Regions from separate parts of the Callithrix jacchus genome. Here region 2 is linked to region 1. A link is a contact called in public Hi-C data. All regions are on one chromosome and are shown on one strand. The core of a region is the stretch at or near the end of the contact, and the rest is flanking DNA. Distances in the headings are between cores, read along the strand shown. Region 1 overlaps MAP2K6 (mitogen-activated protein kinase kinase 6). Region 2 overlaps MAP2K6 (mitogen-activated protein kinase kinase 6).

Evidence for each region. Hi-C and Micro-C count contacts between places; a contact is called where the count stands out from the background.
Region 2: a Hi-C map of skeletal muscle shows a contact between it and region 1, with 2.7 times the contacts expected there. The contact joins two enhancer-like sites. A contact is called at or near these places in 2 of 3 Hi-C or Micro-C datasets (induced pluripotent stem cells and skeletal muscle).

The regions. Positions count from the first base shown.
Region 1 is chr5:125,362,842-125,367,450 of calJac240_pri, reverse strand. MAP2K6 (mitogen-activated protein kinase kinase 6) reads right to left here. Exons shown (of 14, transcript XM_078374516.1): 3 at 2,327-2,520. The coding sequence starts at 2,360. Among named protein-coding and RNA genes, the nearest start is that of MAP2K6, 28 kb to the right of the region's middle. Within about 2 kb of position 2,515, at least 1 of the 16 cell types and tissues checked has an H3K27ac peak or open chromatin away from gene starts, as enhancers often do. A contact at or near this core is called in skeletal muscle, where this site is marked.
Region 2 is chr5:125,533,338-125,537,946 of calJac240_pri, reverse strand. It overlaps MAP2K6 (mitogen-activated protein kinase kinase 6), which reads right to left. Exons shown (of 14, transcript XM_078374516.1): 10 at 3,473-3,600; 11 at 2,137-2,214; 12 at 404-543. Among named protein-coding and RNA genes, the nearest start is that of MAP2K6, 200 kb to the right of the region's middle. Within about 2 kb of position 2,181, at least 2 of the 16 cell types and tissues checked have an H3K27ac peak or open chromatin away from gene starts, as enhancers often do. A contact at or near this core is called in skeletal muscle, where this site is marked.

The DNA.
Region 1 (4,609 bases), core at 1,266-3,765:
GTGAGCCACTGTGCCCGGCCCATAATAGCTTTTTATCCTACAATTTTCTTTCTTTTCTTTTCTTTTCTTTTTTTTTTTTTTTTTTTGAGACAGAGTCTCACTTTTGTCACCCATGCTAGAGTTCAGTGACTCGATCTCAGCTCACTGCAACCTCCACCTCCTGGGTTCAAGCCATTCTTGTGCCTCAGCCTCTTGAGTAGCTGGGATTACAGACGTGCGCCACCATGCCTGGCTAATTTTTGTGCTTTTAGTAGAAACGGGGTTTCACCATGTTGGCCAGGATGGTCTCGAACTCCCAACCTCAGATGATCCGTCTGTCTCGGCCTCCCAAAGTGTTGAGATTACAGGCATGAGCCACTGCACCTGGCCATTATTCCACATTTTAAAATAGAACATAATCATTTTCTTGGGATTAAAAAAATTAAAAGTTTTGGCTGTCTAATTTTCTGTCTATGTTGTACCACAACACACTCAACTATTTTTTGAGTGTGTTAGGGTACAAACACACATTTGTGTGCTGTGGCCAAAGAAAATATCTTTTGAACATTGTGTTGTTTTCTATTTTAAATTGTAAATAAAGAATGTGATGAATTTAAATAAGCTCCCATCCAGGGCTACATTTCAGTTCCCTGTCCTCCTCCCCCCCGCCACCTTATACTATGTACACAGTATAGATTGCTGGAAGTTGAATTACTTGATCTAAGGGTATGAATATTACTGAGTTATGTTTCCCACTCAAATTCATATGTTAGTTAGGCCTAATCTCCAATGTGACTATATCTGGAGAGAGGGTCATTAGGAAATAAAGTCACAAGGGTAGGACCCTAACCAATAGAAAGACTACTATAGTCTTATCAGTCTTATAAGAAGAGAAAGATATTTCTCTCTCTCCCCTGCAGCCCTGCTCTGTGAGGACATAGCAAGAAGGCAGCCCTCTATAAGCCAGAGAGAGCCCTCACCAGAAATCAAATCAGCTGGCACCTTTTCTTGGACTCCAGCCTCCAGAACTGTGAGAAATAAATTTCTATTGGTTAAGCCACCGAGTCTATGGTATTTTAATTTTATTATGGCAGCCTATGCAAACTAATAAAAATGCATTTGTTTTTTTTTTTTGGAAAGAGTTTCCCTCTGTTACTCAGGCTGGAGTACAGTAACACGATCTCAGCTCACTGCAACCTCTGCCTCCAGGGTTCAAGCGATTCTGGTGCCTCAGTCTCCCGAGTAGCTGGGATAACAGGCATGTACCACCATGACAGGGTAGTTTTTGTATTTTCATTAGAGATGGTGTTTCACCATGTTAGCCAGGTTGGTCTCAAACTCCTGGTCTCAAGTGATCCAGCTGCCTCAGCCTCCTGAAGTGCTAGAATTCAGGTGTGAGCCACCACGCCTGGCTTAAAAACATTTTTAAAGTTCTTGACACATGTTGATAAATTACTTTTGAGAAAGAGGTTACCAACACACACTACTCTGGCAGTATATAAGAAGCTCTATTGCCCTGTACCCTCAACAACATTCAAAAAAAATTTTTTAAACTTCATTCTAAAATATATATGTTTAAAGTATTTAAAAGTTCATACTTTTAAAGTTTTGTTTCATCAAAATTGTCTTCATTTTTATGGCATTGGCCCCTGAATCTGCCCATGTATTTTCAAGTTCCCAGTGTAGTAATATTTCATAGAAATAAAAATGTCTACTTGGGAATCCCAAAACAAAGCAAACAAACACATACAAACATTTAAAACTTTCAGCATTTTATCATTTCCATTTTTATAGTTATGTAAAGGAAAAGCTAAGAATTAAAAACCTGAGATTGTTTCAAGGCCATGTAAAAACAGGATCAACAATCAAAGACCATGATACAGGCTCTCTGATTTAAACCACTCACCTATTTGGAACAGAAAGATTTCATATTTGTTAGAAAGTAGTCATACCGAAAAATTGCCATAGAAGTGTAAATACATTCTCCCTTAATAAATTTAAATAAAGCCCTTACTTGCAGAACACTCTCCTTTTCTTGTTAAACACCGTAAATTATTATAGGTTTCATGCACAATAATTTTCTCTCCTGCTTGAAATAGAAATAAGTGATTTAAGAGATATGTTGGAGTTTAAAACTAAATTCCACTTCCCCATCTAGTTTTATACTGAGAACAGTGTAATGTACTCTCCACAAAATGCAAATATTTGCAGTATTAATTAGTTTACAATTAAACAGCAACAGAAATTTGCCAATTAATGCCACTGATAATTATCTTGAGGACAAACTCAGGGTGTTGTGACTTTATGTCTGACTCACTTTTCCATTCTTACTCCATTCTTAACTCACCTGTTCCATTCAGTATTACTTTACAGTACATCATGGACTCTTTTCCTAACTTGGCCTTGAGTTGGCACCAAGTGCATGGAGATGAAAATATCTTTCACGTCAGTCTGTCTTGCCTCATAACATTCTCAAGCTGTTTTCCCCATTTTAGCATTTCAAGGGCAGTTCTCTCCTACTGGGTCCTCTTAAAGAGGTGCCTGCAGTTGATAATAGAAGAAAGAAAAGAGGAAATTAAATTCACCTGTTCTGATCAAGCAGGCAAAAGGGGACAATCCAATGTCAAACAAAAGATATTTCAAAAGTCAACGGACTTTTGTTGTCTGAAAAGCCAGCCAGAAATGTCCTCAACCCAGAAAGTTTTTCTTATGGGCTCTGAATGTGCATCTTAATGTTATTTTTATAACATCAATGTTAGTTTTTATCTACCATAAATAGAAAAAAAACCCCACAACAACAAACCACTGAGTTGAGGAATTGGAATGATGATTACAGCAGTGTGATGAGTGAGTAGGGCATGGAATTAAAATGTCAGTTCTTCATATAGAAAATGTTACATTTCAGAAAAGAAACCCTCCATGGTTCTAAAAAGAAGTCACTTCAGTGATACTTTTTTTTTTTTTTTCAATTTAGAAGTTCAGGGGTCAGAGGTGTTTGAACCAGAACAAACTCCATCTTGAATAGAAGCTTGGTAAAATAAGGCTGAGACCTACTAGGCTGCACTCATTAAAGTATTCTTAGTCACAGAATGAAATAGGAGGTCGGCATAAGATATAGGTCATGCTGGGTGCCGTGGCTCATGTCTGTAATCCCAGCACTTTGGGAGACCAAAGCGAGTGGATCACCTGAGGTCGGGAGTTCGAGACCAGCCTGACCAACATGGAGAAACCCTGTCTCTACTAAAAATACAAAATTAGCTGGGCATGGTGGGGCATGCCTATAATCCTAGCTATTCGGGAGGTTGGGGCAGGAGAATCACTTGAACCCAGGAAGCAGAGGTTGCAGTGAGCCGAGATTGCGCCATTCACTCCAGCCTGGACGACAAGAGTGAAACTCCGTCTCACACACACAAAAAAAGATACAGGTCATAAAGACCTTGCTGATAAAACAGGTTGCATAAAGAAGCTGGCTAAAACCCACCAAAACCAAGAAGACAATGACAGTGACCTCTGGTGGTCTTCACTGCTACACTCCCAACAGCACCATGACAGTTTACAAATGCCATAGCAACATTGGGAAGTTACCCTACATGGTCCAAAAAGGGGAAGTATAAATAGTCCACCCCTTGTTTAGCATATAATCAAGAAATAACCATGAAAATGGGCAATCCTCAGCCCTCGGGGCTGCTTTATTCCTTTTCCTTCTTAATAAACTTGCTTTCACTTAATAAACTTGCTTTCACTTGCTTTATGGACTGCCTTGAATTCTTTCTCCCACGAGATCCAAGAACCCTCTCTTGGAGTCTGGATCAGGACTCCTTTCCAGTAACAGGGGTATAACAATTCTAATTTCTTAAATATCTAATGTGTGCTATAAATTGAACAGAAAAGATGCAAATAAGTGTCCATAATTTACTTGAAATGAAATTAGGTTCAAATTTAATTCTTCCTCTGTGTTCATTTCAGTGTGGAAAATGCCTATTTTAAAAAAATAATTGTATAGAATAAAGATGTTTCCTTATATTAGGTTCTAATAAAATTGAAAGCAGGCTGGAAAGTAATATTTGCATAGTGTCGGTTGAGACTTTTAGAAAAGACTTGAGTGTAATTTAAAGAATATTTTGATTCCTATAGAAAATTAGATGGTGTTCCTCTTCTTTCTATTGACCTAAATGTACACCCCAGGATAAGTGGTATCAGAGGATACCTTAGGAGAGGTATGGCTATTCCATGTCACTACACTTCAGCCAGGTTCTAGAGAATTGAATATATTGGTATTTTCCGCCAAGAAAGAACTTTCTCTAATAAAACATAAATGTGACATAAAAATGGTAAAACAGCTTTGTCAAGAGTGTCCAAAATTATATGTTGGCAAATTTTAGACAAATTAGATGTTATCAAGCCCCTGATCCTAAAGAAAAATAACAGGGCTGGGCATGGTGGCTCACGCCTGTAATCCCAACACTTTGGGAGGCTGAGGTAGGATGATCACTTGAGGTCAGCTGTTTGAGACCAGCCTGGCCAATATGGCAAAAACATGTCTCTACTATAAACACAAAAATTAGCTGGGCATGGAGGCAGATGCCTGAAATCCAAGCTACTTGGGAGGCTGAGGCCCAAGAATTGCTTG
Region 2 (4,609 bases), core at 932-3,431, 170 kb before region 1:
GACATTGTGAATGATGTTCCTTCTGTTTGGAATATCTTTCCTTCCCTATTTCCCTTTTGCTTGGAAAATACCTCCCATGGACTCAGCTCCAGATTTATCTCCTCCAGAAAAGCCTCTCCTGAGGTCTTCCCTCTGAGTTCCTTAAATTGTCCATGCCCCTATCTCCATCACTGGACTTGCCACATTATGCTATAATTATTCATTTATGAGACTTCCCTACTTGACTTTGGGCTCAGTGAGGGCAGCAAATGTGATATGGTCATCTTTCCTTCTCCAGCAGAGAGGGCATACTCCACAAATGCTTTCAGAATGAATGTATGCATGATGGTTCAACCCCGATGGAAGAAACTCATGAAAACTCTTCTTCTTTTGCACTGACACTTGGGAGGTGAGACTCTCTTACCACTGTGAGGTAAAGTCAACAAACTCTGCAGAGAACTTGTCTGCTGGGAGTTGTGGTGATGGCTCCTCTACCACCTGTTTGAGCTGCTGAAATGGAGTTCCCCATGAATCATAGGGAAATCGAAGGATGGCCAACTCAATCTGGAGGAGAGAGGAAACAAGGAGACAACAGTTTCAACAGGGCTGCTTTAGGGAATCACCCGTGTTTCATCTGTGGATAGGCAGAGGGAAACACAAAGCAAAATTGAAGTATAAGTCGGGGGGTGTGGGGGGGGGCAGAGAATAAACTAATAATCTATTCTTTAGCAATTTTCCCCAAATTCCTAGTCCTAGGGATTTTTTTAATATTACTTACTAGACACAGCCACTTAAGCCTATCTAAAACCAGGCCCCTCACTAAAACTCACTGTGGTACTTCATAAAAATTGCAAGCCAACAGTATTAAACTTCAGGATGTAAAGCTACCAGTACTTCAAATGTTTGGTCTGAAAAGTAATTCCCAGCCTAAGACGTTTCCAGAGCTGAGCATATACTGCCACCTGCAGGAGCCTTGGTGAAATGACAGGGGAAAGAAAGCAACCTAGGACCAAATGACTGATCTTTTTTTGGACTTGAGAAAAGGCCACTTTGCATTACAGGATCATGTGTTTTCTGAGCAGGCAGGAGAAATAACTCACGGGATTTATTCAGCTGCTGTGCCTGGGGAGGAGCCAGCACCACAGTGGATAATTCCAGACCTTGGTGATACACTGAAAATGTATGACCACCGAAGTTATAAAATTTATGATCACCAAAGTTATGAATAAGATCTGAATAAATCAATAACTTTATGGCCATGTCTAAGGAAATAATCCTATTGGTTATCATACACTGAGGAGATACCTGACTGATATGGTTTGGCTGTGTCCCCACCCAAATCTCATCTTAAATTGTACCTCCCATAATTCCTACATGTTGTGGGAGGGACCCAGCAGGAGATAATTGAATCATGGGGGTGCAGTTTCCCTCATACTGTTCTGCAGTTCTCATGGTAGTGACAAAGTCTCACGAGATCTGATGATTTTATGAGGTGTTTCCCTTTTCACTTGGCTCTCTCATTCTCTCTTGTCTGCCGCTATGTAAGATATACCTTTCACCTTCCACCACGATTATGAGACCTCCACAGCCTCATGGAACTGTGAGTCCATTAAACCTCTTTTTCTTTTAAATTACCCAGTCTTGGGTATGCACTTATCAGCAGTGTGAAAATGAACTAATATACTCACCTCATCAGACTTTTACTTCTACTTCTCCAATAAAAATATCCTGGGAAGCATACCCTATGTCCTGGATATCACAGCCCTATCAGGGTTGATATAGATTAGCATTCTTTGCATAGCTTAAGCTTCTTGCCTTGGCTTGAATAATTTAATTTTAAACTACAAGGAATCTAGTCAGACCCTCTTATTTTACAGACGAGGATAGCAAGATAGTCCATGTGACTGTAACAATTACTCAAAAAGGCATATAGCTCATCAGAAGTGGAATCAAAAGAAAAACTGATTTCCCCAATCCCATATCAGTATTTCTACTATACCACACTACAAACAATTATTACTCAAAATCTCCTGCCATCTCAGCAGGAGAGGGTGCCCCAAACCAGCATTTAGGGCATTTGTTTCTTGGCCTCAATGTCTACCTCATTCAAGTTTCATGCCCACAGCCTCATAGTTCATGATGATTGGCATACACTACCATCGTGATGCCCAGACTCCAAATGTCAGACTTCACACTGTATCCCTTCTGGTTGAGCTCTGGATTTATTCTTTCAGGCTGGAAAGGAAACAGACAACTGAGAAACTAGGAAGACAATTGAGATAACATTCTTAGTTCAATAGTCTCTGGGGATGGGGGTAGCATCCAAGTAAGTTGTTGTAAGCTGTTAACATGCCTCCCAGGCCAAAAAGACCCAGTTAACTACAATAAATAACAATGTCTCCATGGGGTTTCCCTTCTTCTGTGTTTGTCTTTTCTTGGACACAGTAATGGATCAAGTTCCCTTCATAACAAATTTCAAATTCGCCTTAAGAAGAAATAGGGCATATGTTATAAAGCTACTTTGACCATCTAGAATTATCCTTGTTAAAAACATTAATAGTCCAGAACTCAGAAAAACAAGAGTCAATGGGCTACTGTTCCAGGCTAATAGACCTGAGCAATTTTAGCTAACACAGACAGGAAGCTTTTCAAATAAAAGCACAAGTCTATTTCCAGATAGAATATAGTGTCCGTTCTTTCAGTTAAAGGGGATTCCAAGATCTCTGCTAATGGCAGTGAATCTTCATAGCCTTGAGGTCCTCTCTTGACTAACCTCACTGCCTTGCTTGGGTAGTTTAACTTCTACTTATTATTTTGTCTTCAACAAACAAGGTAATACTCCCCTGCAACACAGTCTGGAAAACTGTGCAGGCTATATGTATTGTGTATATATTTTTTCAAACAACATATCTCTTTCACTTGATTTTTTCAAAGTAACACATAAGTAACTATGGTCTGAATGTTTGTGCCCCACCAAAATCCACATGGTAAAACCTAATTGCACATGTGATGGTATCAGAGGCAGGGCCTTTGGGAGGTGATTAAGTCATAAAGGTGGAACACTAATGAACAGATTGGTCTCTTTATAAAAAAAGCCCTAGAGAGATCCTTCACCCCTTTCACCATGTGAGGACTAAGCAGGAAGGTACTATGTATGATCCTGAGAAAAGTGAACCCTCATCAGACACCAAATCTTCTGGTGCCTTGCTCTTGAATTTCCTAGCTTCCAAAGTGGTGAGAAATAAATTTCTGTTGTTTATAGGCTGCCTGATTTACGTTATTTTGCTATGGCAGCCTGAACAAACTAAGACCATATATGAAGCAAGTGGCTGAAGATTTCAGACAGGAAATGTTTAAGAAAAACTAAGAGGCAGACTACTTCTGGAGTCTCAGGCACATTTCCATTTTCCCTCTGTGGCCATCCCTCTCTTATTTCCCAGCATGATTTGTCAGCAGTAATATGACCAGATGTCACCCTAGCTAAGGTACTTACGGCCATGTATGGCTTGCAACCTGCATCAATTGTTTTAGCTACAGAGTCCACCAAGTAGCCACTGATTCCAAAATCGCACATCTTCACTTGACCAAGAGCATTAATGAGTACGTTAGAAGGCTTGACGTCTGAAAGCAAAAACAACCAGGATCCCATCATTCCAGCCGGCTTTCAAGATTCATTTCTCTACCACCAGAGGGCCTAAAAACTCCATTTGTCCTTCATCTTCCTTTCTGCAAGTTCTTCTACACAGAAGTAACTGCCATCTCTGACTCGTAGTTATAAACTGCTTATTGCTTTCAACCTGATTTTCTATTGCATGCTTTGTTCATTCCTTGTAGAACCATGAATTTCTCAATACAAAGAACTTTTTTCTCCACTTATTTTATGATCTTCATTGCCCTCATACTTGCAATAAGAGCCTAAAAAATTATAACTGAATCAAATAATTCAAAATGATCTATTGATATTTAATGTAGGAATAATAAACCAAAGAACAAAAAGGCAGACTGTGACACAATGATAAACCAAATATGACCAAAGCAACCTTTTTTTTGCTTTTGTTTTTGGTTGGTTTGGTTTTTTTCTTCAAGATAAGGTCTTGCTCTATCACTCAACTGGTATGCAGTGGTGTGATCATAGCTCACTGCAACCTCAAACTCCTGGGCTCAAATCATCCTAACCTGCCCTCAGTCTCCTGAGTAGCTAGGACTACAGGTGTGCACCACCATTCCCAGCTTTTTTTTTTTTTTTTGGGATAGACAGGATGTCTCTGTGTTGACCAGGCTGGTCTCAAACTCCTGATCTCAAGTAATCCTCCCACCCCACCTCCCAAAGGGCTGTGATTACAGGTGTGAGCCACCAAGCCTGGCCCAAAGCATCTGTAAGTAATGTGTCAAAGATCACAAAATGTAAAGCATCATAAACCCAGGTATTCCAGACCAAAGGGCAGGTTACTGAAGAAGCAGCATTACAAACCAGATTTTAAATGAATTCTTTTGACCTGCCCATATGCCCAAAAAATGACACTATGATTATCTCTAGACAATGAATTTTGAAATTAAAGTTAAATTTTTCCCTTTGTTGATACTTTTCACAAAGCCCATAAAATTAGAAGTTAAAGGTTATTACAAAAGC